Linked DNA regions of Mus musculus: region 2 is linked to region 1. A link is a contact called in public Hi-C data. All regions are on one chromosome and are shown on one strand. Each heading gives the region's core, a stretch centred on a gene start, on an enhancer-like site or on the middle of the called end of the contact. The rest is flanking DNA. Distances are from core to core; before and after follow the strand shown.

Region 1 (4,894 bases), core at 1,606-4,105:
TCTGATAAAGATGGAGGGGCTGAGAATTCTAAGGAGCAACAAATCCAGAAGGAATGAGCCTTCTATGTCTTGTTAAGTCTTCCAGACAGCGGAGTCTGAGGAGCGAGTGAAGCTGCCCAAGAGGATTATTGTTGAGCGGTATGAAGGCTCAGGGCAGTGGCTATCAGGAAGATTTACATGGAAACTAATAGAGCTTGCTCAGTTATTTCTGCTGGCTAGACTTAAACCAGGACGAAGCTGAGCGGAAACCTAACGTTCTGGGCCTCCACACATGCTTCATGCTTTGTGTAGTTCTTTTCTAAGTTCAGAAATTCAGTGTTTTGGGGAAAGGAACGTTAAGAGGAAAGCAGAGGCCCATAGGCCTCCCGCTCATTCATCTCTTGGGAAGCCGAGACAGTTTCTTGTTTTAATTGTTTTGTTTAACTATGAGTCTGAAACCTTTGTCTACTTGGTGGCACTCGATATGGATAAATTGACACCTTGTTTGGTCAGCGGTGCCCATGCATCCTTCCACGTGTCTTCTCCTTTGTAAAGTTAGGAACTGGGTCCAGATCTCTGTTCTGTCTTCCTCATTCTGACAGACTCTCTTTCTTTAGTTCTTACATTATCTATCCCTTTCCACAAGTCTGTTATTTGTTTGCACCCTCAGAATGTCCCGCCCTCAACCTGAAGTCTCCATCCCTATTCCCACTTTGCCAGTGGCTTTCCAATCTCCATTGTTTCTTTAGTGAAAATTTATGTATTGGCTCCTTAACACTTTATTAACTGTTGGGAGGCAAATTTTCTAAATGAAACATTTAGTGCCTCTGTATGAGTTTCCATGATGTCTTGGCTGGGATTAAAGTTGAAGACTTGTTAATCACTCTATTTCCTTCTGATTTCAGTTCTAAACACTCTGTCAAGACAGTAGGACAGAAGTTGTCAATGTCCTCCACATAACAAAATCAAAGGCCTCTTCCTGGGCCTATGTGTTAGAGCCCCTGAATTAGACACTGTTAACTTCCAACTTCCTGTGACATGATCATCTTTCCTAGATTTCTTTTGATTTCCTAGACCCCATTTCTCACCTTTCCAATCTGTGCCCATCTAGACCCCCATTTGAGCTCTAGATGTGTATACCCCTCTGCCAACTTGACAGTTCTACTCTGATATTTTTCCTTATAAGAAATTTAAATGAATATATCCCAAACTGAATCCCAAACTGGTGTTCATTCCTAATTCTTACAGTATTGTTGCTATCTACACATTGCCCCTAACTAAAAACCCTCTCCATTACATCCTTTGTTCAACCAAAACAAAAGTCCTATCAGTTTCTCCTGTGTCTGACCACCTCACTCTTTCCACTGCCAAGACATTAGTCAAAGCGAAGGTCATCTCTCAGTGGAGTGTCTGAGAAATCCCTGTAATTGGTTAAGGTCTTATTCCTTAGTGTCACTCTGAAGGATTCCTTCCATACACTTACTAACCATACTAAAGTGCTTCGATTTCTGATCCAATCCAGCATCAATCCCCCCAATCTTTGACCTTGCAGATCTCCTCCTCCTCCTCCTCCTCCCCACTCCAATTTTTATGCGTCCTTCCTAGCTTCCTTGACATTTTAAGATCTCAGCTCGCTGTTTCTAAAAGCTGTCTCTGACGTCCTAGATCAGATCTCCTGCTCCATCTTCTTGGCACATGGGTACCTCACACCACAACATCACTATTAAAAACATCACTGCCTCACAAGATTAAATTATGAGCAGGGACAAAACTACACTTAAATCATTGTGTACTCTACACAGTAAGCCCCTGCTTAGACCTAATAGGTGCTCATTACACACATGTCAGATGGTGAGCTGAGCCAGTATTTATTTTGGAATTTATCGTATCAAAACAACCACAGTCACTTTGACAACAAGAAGCTGATTTTTTTCCCTTCTATGTCTTAATTGCCAGCATGAAAGCCAACATGTGGTGGGAGCCAGACACATAGATGCTGACTGAGAACAGCCTCTCTCTCAGTTTTCATGTGTCAAATAATGTACAGTTTTACTTATGGAAGAATAATACTGCCTGCGAATGTATAGCACTGAGACCCTATATGAAAGGATCACTGAAGACTAAACACTTTTTCCCAGAATATGGCCAAACTACTTCTATAAAATAGATTGGAAACATTTTCAAGACTTACAAAAAGTCCCAGCTATCCCCCTGCCTCGGACATCTGAGCAAGTGTTTGCACATATCCCGGGCTACTCTCTCTTTCAAAGCACTACCATTTAGAATAACGTTTCAGTTTAGCAGATGGAAACCACACATTACTAAAACACAAAACAGCACAGTGCCAAGCCATAGCCCAGCTGGTAAAGCACTTGCCACACAAGGGTGAGGGCTGGAGTTTGGATGCCAGCCCCCATGTAAATGCCAAGCATGTAATCCCAGTGCCCAGGAGATAACACAGGATCCCCCAGAGCAAGCTGGCTTGCTATGCTGGCCAAACTGTAGGCTGAGAGCCACGTGAAGAGACCCTGTCTCAATAGATCATGTGGAGAGTGATCAAGGAAGACTCCTGATATTAAAATTAGAGCTCTAGATGCACATACACACATGTGTACATGCTCCTTCTCACATGCACATACCTCCCCCTCTCCCATGTACTGCAGAAACATATATATTATACATGCAGAATAAAGAGAGGACTTAGGTGAAGCAGGCTGGCCAGTTCTCTGTAAATGCTAATCATTTTCCCAAGATACTTTTAACAACTGGAGCTTCAGGGCAGCTTTTAAATCTGGCGTACTTTTCCAAGACAGCATTGCAGTAAGCATGACTCAGAGGACCCAGAGTCTTGCCAGCTCCTCCTGAGGTTGAGGAAAGCATGCAAGGGCCAGAGTTCAAATGTCACCATGGACTGTACTGAAGAGAGGTTTGGACAGAGTGGGAGAGGCACCACTAGCCATAGCTCTCTGTTGTCCCAGCGGGGGATCTATCCATGTGCAGCAAGGGGAAGAAATGAGAGTACCTGCCATGGGGATTTGAGAGGGAAATTGATTGCACACATTTAAATACATGATGCTAAGGCTTCTGCCTGACAGTGAAACTCTTACATTCTGCCTCAAGGGACTTGGGAATGGGAACTTGAGGGTGGATGCAAAGAATACTGTGGCTTGTCTTTATCCTGGGAAGCCAGTGCATCCTGGGTACAAGCCAGAAAGTCTCCCAGACCATGAGGATGACATTAAGTTCAGGGCAAAGGTGGTGCTGAGTCCCTGCTGTGTGGCTTGGCAATCCTGCTCGCCATTTGCTGCAAGGCTGCGTCGTCCAGAGGGAGCTCATCTGCAAGGCTGCACAGTCTTGGCTCTGGCCCCACTCATTTATTGGTCAATTGAAGGTGATAGAAAAACATGCTGGATGAAATCACGGGAAGGTAGGGGGGCCAGCAACCTCAGGCTTAACCCTTGAGTTAAGTTCTGCCTAAGTTCTTACAGAGCAAACCGAAGTGGACCAACAGCATCAGCACCTGTATGGACTTGTGGGAAACATACAATGTCAGGCTCCTGTCTAACCCCAGTCTGGCTGAAGCAGAGGCTCTGGAGATGGCCCTCAGCCATCTGTGTTTTAAGATCCTCTCTGAGAGCAAGATCTGAGAGCTCCCTGCTTAAAGTGCTGAGAGAACATAAAAGTTAGTGTTTTCCAAATAACAAAAATGAGTAATAATAAAACTATAATCACGCAGAATCAATGTAGCTAGCAGTTATGCTGAGAAAGTTGGGGAGATCAGAGGGGCAGATCTTTTGAGATGATTTGGCAGAGCCAGCTCCAGCGGCAACCACAGTTAATGTTAGGTCGATTCGTTAGCTGCCTATGCAAGAACTTGTTGAGTCAGTCAGAACACTTCAATTAACATAGGCAGTGGACATCTTTTCTCTTCTGTCTTCAAGGTCAGTGAGGCTTGGATGGGCAGCCTGTGTGTCTGAGCAGTGCTCAGTCTTGTTTGGGTTTGGGTTTTATTCATGCGTTGTCTTTCTCCTGGGACCCCCAGCTAACCCAGCCATGTTCTTGCCTGATAGCGATTGACATCAGACTGCACAAGCCCAAACAAGTAAGTCCTCTGGAGGGCTCAGCTTAGAGCTGGCACAAAAGCCTCTTTTTCCTCATCCGACTTACCACATTGAGTCACGTGTCCATGTCCAGATGGCAAATAGATTTGCCCCTCTGAGAACAGAATCTGAATATTTACATGGAAAGGGGACTATATTAATTACTCTTCTTGTTGCCATGACAAAATCAACGTAAGGAAGAGAGCGTTTATTTTGGATCAAAGTTTGAGGTTCCATTGTGGCAGGGAAGACATGGTGATGAGAACACAGGGCGTGGGTCAGACGGTCACATTGCCTCCGCCAAGAGTGGCTGCTGGCATTTTCTTTTTCCTTTTTATCCAGTGTAAGGCCTCAGGCTGTGGGACAACTCTGCCCGAATTCAGGGCGGGCCTTTCCCTTTCCCAGTTAAACCTTTTCAAAACATCCTAGCATGTGCACCCAGAAGCCTGGCCCCTAAACGAGTCTAAAATCTAGCTGAGCTGATAGCATTGATGGAGCATCACCACGTTATAGGAGAAGACAGGGGCTGGGAGCACGCAACAGTGGCCAAGTCTGACTTTCATACTATTAGCAGGACAAAAATAATTTTGACTAGAGAGAACAAAAATGTTCATTTTTACTTCTAAGTGAATACTGCTTTGCTCTCTTTAGTTGTGTTGGATGCCTCTCAGCAGGGACAGATTGAATCCGACTCATCGGGCACACAGGTGCAGAATAAAGGCAAGGCCCTTTTGAGCCTCACAGTAACTTGGTAAGATTTAAGGTTCTTTGTTTCTCAGCTGCATATCAAACTGAATCCTTAAAGACATATCTAT
Region 2 (4,894 bases), core at 1,668-4,167, 180 kb before region 1:
AGCATTCTCTTTTTTTTACAGCCGAGCTGCTGAGGACTTGCGAGGGGCTCACAGTGGCTAAGTAGCTGGGCTTTAGGGAGAATCCAAGACTGATGGCTGAGCCCCTCCCTCGCTTAGGACAGAGATCCGTGTTGCTCTTCCTTCCTGACCCCGAAATCTGTTTGTCATCATAAAGTTGGTAGACTTTCACCAAAACATGAGTCAAGTACAAAACTTTTTCCCCCTGAGGCATTTTGAAGTGACCATTGATGACCTTACTCCCCCTACCTCCAGTGTTAATGAGCAAATTCAGGGCTTTTGTGAATGCCAGCGAAGCTCTCTACCACCAGGCCACACGCCCTGCTCACTGCATTTCTCGTCCCTGCTGAGGGGTTTGTTCATTGTATGAGCTCCAATACCACTTGTCCTATTATGACTTAGGGACTCACAGGGCTGTTTTGAGGGTTCGCTATTGGAAAGCCTCCTGCTTCTTTGAAAAGCCCCTTTCTGCATTCAAACATTACGAGAGCAATTTTAAACATCTTCAAATATCTGAGAGTCTTGGGATTCCTTTCCTGAATTTGAAGCTGGCAGGTGGCTTTGCCTACCTCAGCCAAGCTTGCGGAGCTGCAAGAGTGTTTATTTTCCAATCAGACTGTCTATCTAAGAGGTCAGGTGAGCCGAAAAACCAAAAAGAACCGGTGGGCACCGGACCTCCCACGCCCCACAGCCCTGCACCGCTCTGTTGCGCTCAGCCAGAAGGCAGCTGGCATAGTTTCCTACCTTGGTCTTTTCATCAGTGATTTCTTTTCCCTCCTCTGTACAAATCTTTTGACTGTAGTAACTTCATCCTTTGAGGAACAAAGTGGGAAGTGCTCCCAACAAACTCAAATAGCTTTAGCCACGATCTAAAGTAATTTGATGGGGGAATAAATTGGTAACTGGTTTTCGGGAAAGGGAGGCACTGAGATAGAATACAACCAGCAGTAAGATTGACGTGCAGCGTTCACGTAATCACAACAGAGAAGATAGATGAAGTGTTCGGCATCTAAACTCTGGAGCCAGGAGCTGGGCTAGGGTTCCAGCTCGGCTCTATTTCTTATTTCTCGTGTCACTAAGGCTCCTATCTCTCAAGCTTAGGTGTTGTGAGCACCCAGTGGGGCTGCTGAGGACCCAGTACCTGCTGCACAAAGGGCTGGCTTTTCTGGAGCTCCGTAAACGGGCGTTGCTGTTGCTGTGCCTTGGAAGGGATGCTGGCGTGTTTATATTATCCCGACAGGGCTGTCACCTGTGTCAAAGCTGCTCACTCAACATTGAAGAAGCCTTTGAAGGCAGCTGAAGCCAATCAAGGAGATCATGGAGACGAGACAATCAGGAAATCTTTACAAGTGACACTTTTAAAGAAGGTTTAGTCTCCCATGAGTTCAGATCGGTCTGAGGAACTTCCTAGGGACTGTGATTTGAATGAGGTCTTATACAACTTGGCTAAGAAAAAAAAAAATGAAGTGCTTTCATCCAGGAAATAATGTGCAGAAAAAGAGGAGAAACAAGAAAGACTTATTTTTTTGGAGTGGGGGGGGTGTTAAAAATCAAATTATTGGCATGACTGTGCATTGCTGAGACTCAAACCCAGGGCCTTCATGCATGCCAGTCAATACGAACCTTCCCCTTTCTCCATAAAGGTAAAAGTAACACAGCATTTTGATATTTGATGTATATGTATATATATCAAATACACACACACACACACACAGACACACACACATGCACACACACACAGACACACACACATGCACACACACACAGACCACACACACACACACACACACACACACACACACGCACACACACACGAATGCACGCACACACAATCTTATTGAAGATAGAGTTTTCATACACTGTATTCTGGTTGTGGTCCCCTCCCTCTCTATTTCTCTCAGTTTTCCCCTCCCCTCTCCTCCCCTCCCACTGAGGTCCACTCCCTTTCTGTCTTTCCTTAGAAAACAAACAGGCTTCTAAGGGATAATAATAAAATATAATGAGATAAAACAAAAACAAATCAGAATCTAACAAAACAAACAAACAGAAGGCACAAGAACTCAAGAAAAGGCACAAGAATCAGCTGCAGACAAAGAGACTCACTTCTTGGCACACCCATAAAACCGCAAACCTGGAATCCATGGTGTATACACAAAACCTATAAAGTAAAACTAATTGTAATAAAATAACAGTAACTTTTTCTTGCACCACCACTACCCGGTGTATTTATTTATTTATTTTAATAAAAAAGCTCTGACGTAAGGAGTTAGGAGACAAGGAACCTTAAAGTCACCACTGGGTTCCTTTTCAGTCGGCCTCTCCTGTTGGGCACTGCAGCCTGCCCTTAAGAGTGGTTTGTTTCTCCAGTGAGACTTCCTTGGAGAAAACAAAATTTTCATTTCCAAGTGGTTATAGATTGGAGAGAGTTTCTGGATTAGCACTGTGGAGTGTGTCCTCTCCTCCTTTCATCTGCATCTGGTGCAGGACACCCCCCCCCCCCCGCCCCGCCCCGCGTGCTACCTCCATCTCTGGGAGTTCATATGTGCACCAGTCCTGTTGTGTTTAAAAGTCTTGTTTCCTTGGTATCTTCCACCCCTCTGGCTCTTTTTGCCTCCTCTTCCCCTCCGGGTTTCCTGAGCCCCAAAGGAAGGGCTGAATAATATTTATATTTGAAAAGACAGTCTTGAAGCTTTTGTGAGTTAATGCATTTGACACTTTCTTTTAAAATATGTCCCCTTCCTCGTCGGTTTGACTATAGTATGAAGAAAAGTGTATTTATTGGCGAACTATAGGGGTTGCAGATTTTTATATAACCCACCATGTCTTGATGACACCCCAGGCAGATCGTGTCCACTAGGTGGCGCGCATGGGCCTTCGCTGTAATGCTGTGGGTTTTCTAAACCAGGCTAGGGAGCGCTGTGCTATCCCTGGTGAGGCAGCTTGCCCAAGACCAACTCCAAATGCCTTAAGCCTGGGGTTCCCACAGCTGCAGCTTGCAGCCTGATCAACCTCAAACCGCAGGCTGCAAAACCAGAAGCCCCTGAAGCGGCTTCAAACCAAAACACTGAGGTGGACAATGCCATGGCTATTTAGAGGAAAGGGATAAAGACACGAGGGGAGCATTAAAAAGAACGAGATCCTTCTGCACTGGTTTTCATGACAGTATAATTTTCTCTCATGTTGTAAGGTTGAGCACAACGTGAAATCGAGGCTAGATTCTGATGCAGATTTCAGAGTGGGAGGGGAAGGCATTTTGTTTTTCTTTAGGAGAGCGCCAGCTGATTCCCTTTATTTTCCAGATGAAACGCTGACGGCTTTGTCATAGTTTTATCCTTTATTACTGGTCTAAAAAGGGACAGGTGTCTTCCTTCCAATCCGAAGCAGCAAGTAATGGCTTTGGCATCATTTCTTTGCCTCTTTTAAGTTTATGGAAACCCATTTCTCATTGTTAGGCTAAAGATGCAGATCAGAACGGAGGAGCCTGATTCTTGTCACAGGAAGGCTGCTTCTCAGGCGATTAGAAAGCAGCAGCCGGGAGTCTTGACAGGAACGCGTGACAGATAGCTATGGCAACGCAGTTACAGACCCCGCACGCAGGGCCTCCAAAGCCCTGGGTTACCCCGCACGCACGCGTACAACTCTGCTTAGGAGCAACCCTGAGACCGGTTCTACGCGTTTCTGCAAAGCTTGCCTGTGCTGGTTTATCTGAGCTGGCTGAAGGCGGTGGGGGAACACGAGGCCTTTTTCCTGTAGTGTAGCTCAATGCAGCAGCATCTCTGTCTTGGGTTCAAGGGTACCCCGATTCTGTAATTACAGATCGGCAAGCTCATTTTGATTTCGGCCAAAATAACTCTTAAAAAATTTAAAGGTATCTTTGTGTGTCTGGTGTTTTGCCTGCACCATATCCTGAGCACAAAATAAGATTTTTTTAAAAGTCAAATTTATAGTTCCTGTAAAATAATAATAAAAGTACCTTTTTTTGTACTTGCCCAGGGTTCTTATGTATGTAATCCTCTTTTTATGGTGCTGATGGCAGGCTTTCAATGGATTTCTTAAGATCTCTTCCAATGGTATATAATCTTGGTTCAGAAATATGCATTAGTTCAACAAACCCAGACAGAAAAGTAATTAGGGGTGTATGGAAATAGTGGAGTAGGGACAGAGTGATTCTTTTAAAATGGGCTTTCCTAATAATTTCGTTTACTTAAAGAAAGGTGGGTGAACTATCTGCATTTCTGGAAGGCGTGTTGCCTCTTATTCAACCTGTGCTTATTGTTTCAAAAGACAGGAATTAACAAGCAGAAATAAAGCACCTTTTCTACAGCAAAACATTTAATTTTACTTACTAAAATGTTAGATTTCAATACAGACCCAGGAGCCAGCAATGTCTGATATATTACTAGAGAAACATCTGGAAGTGGCTGTAAGGACGGCTGAGTGAGTGTAAGGTTCGCGATATCATCTCTGGATGTAATATACTTCTTACCTCTGGGTGGCGCTGTTCAACTGCTTCTTGTTTTTATGTGCCGTTGAAAACCTTTGCTTCCTGTTAGATGCATTCCTGAAAGAATCTGTTAAAGAGACATTTCCTCTATCCACAGTTACGCCTTAAATAACTTTCTTGTCACATGGATATAAATTTAAAGTGGTTGTGATATGCCATTTTAATTACCAAAAGATGACCAAATAATATTAAAGATTGTTTATATGGGCAATTGGCCAGGTTAAAAACCCGATCTCATCTTGCTGGAGAAGAAATCATCTATTTACATTTTGATAGGCATTTAACCTGAAAAGACCATTCAAACACTAGAGTTTTAGTTTAAATTTGTTGTCACTTTTAAATCCATAAAGATGTTTCAGTAGAAGCCAGTTT

What was found. A called contact is a pair of places that touch in the nucleus more often than the background predicts.
Region 2: a contact with region 1 is called in a Hi-C map of uterus, with 8 times the contacts expected there. The contact joins two enhancer-like sites. A contact is called at or near these places in 9 of 484 Hi-C or Micro-C datasets (the 3T3-L1 cell line, the HPC-7 cell line, embryonic stem cells and 5 more), 1 of 115 datasets of contacts at active chromatin or transcription factors (embryonic limb bud) and 1 of 9 other capture datasets (embryonic stem cells).

What each region holds. Positions count from the first base shown.
Region 1 is chr2:75,405,237-75,410,130 of GRCm38.p6, reverse strand. No RefSeq gene overlaps it. Among named protein-coding and RNA genes, the nearest start is that of Gm39857, 12 kb to the right of the region's middle. Within about 2 kb of position 2,855, at least 34 of the 459 cell types and tissues checked have an H3K27ac peak or open chromatin away from gene starts, as enhancers often do. A contact at or near this core is called in uterus, where this site is marked.
Region 2 is chr2:75,588,399-75,593,292 of GRCm38.p6, reverse strand. All of the region lies in intron 2 of Gm50595, which reads left to right. Among named protein-coding and RNA genes, the nearest start is that of Gm39853, 23 kb to the left of the region's middle. Within about 2 kb of position 2,917, at least 17 of the 459 cell types and tissues checked have an H3K27ac peak or open chromatin away from gene starts, as enhancers often do. A contact at or near this core is called in uterus, where this site is marked.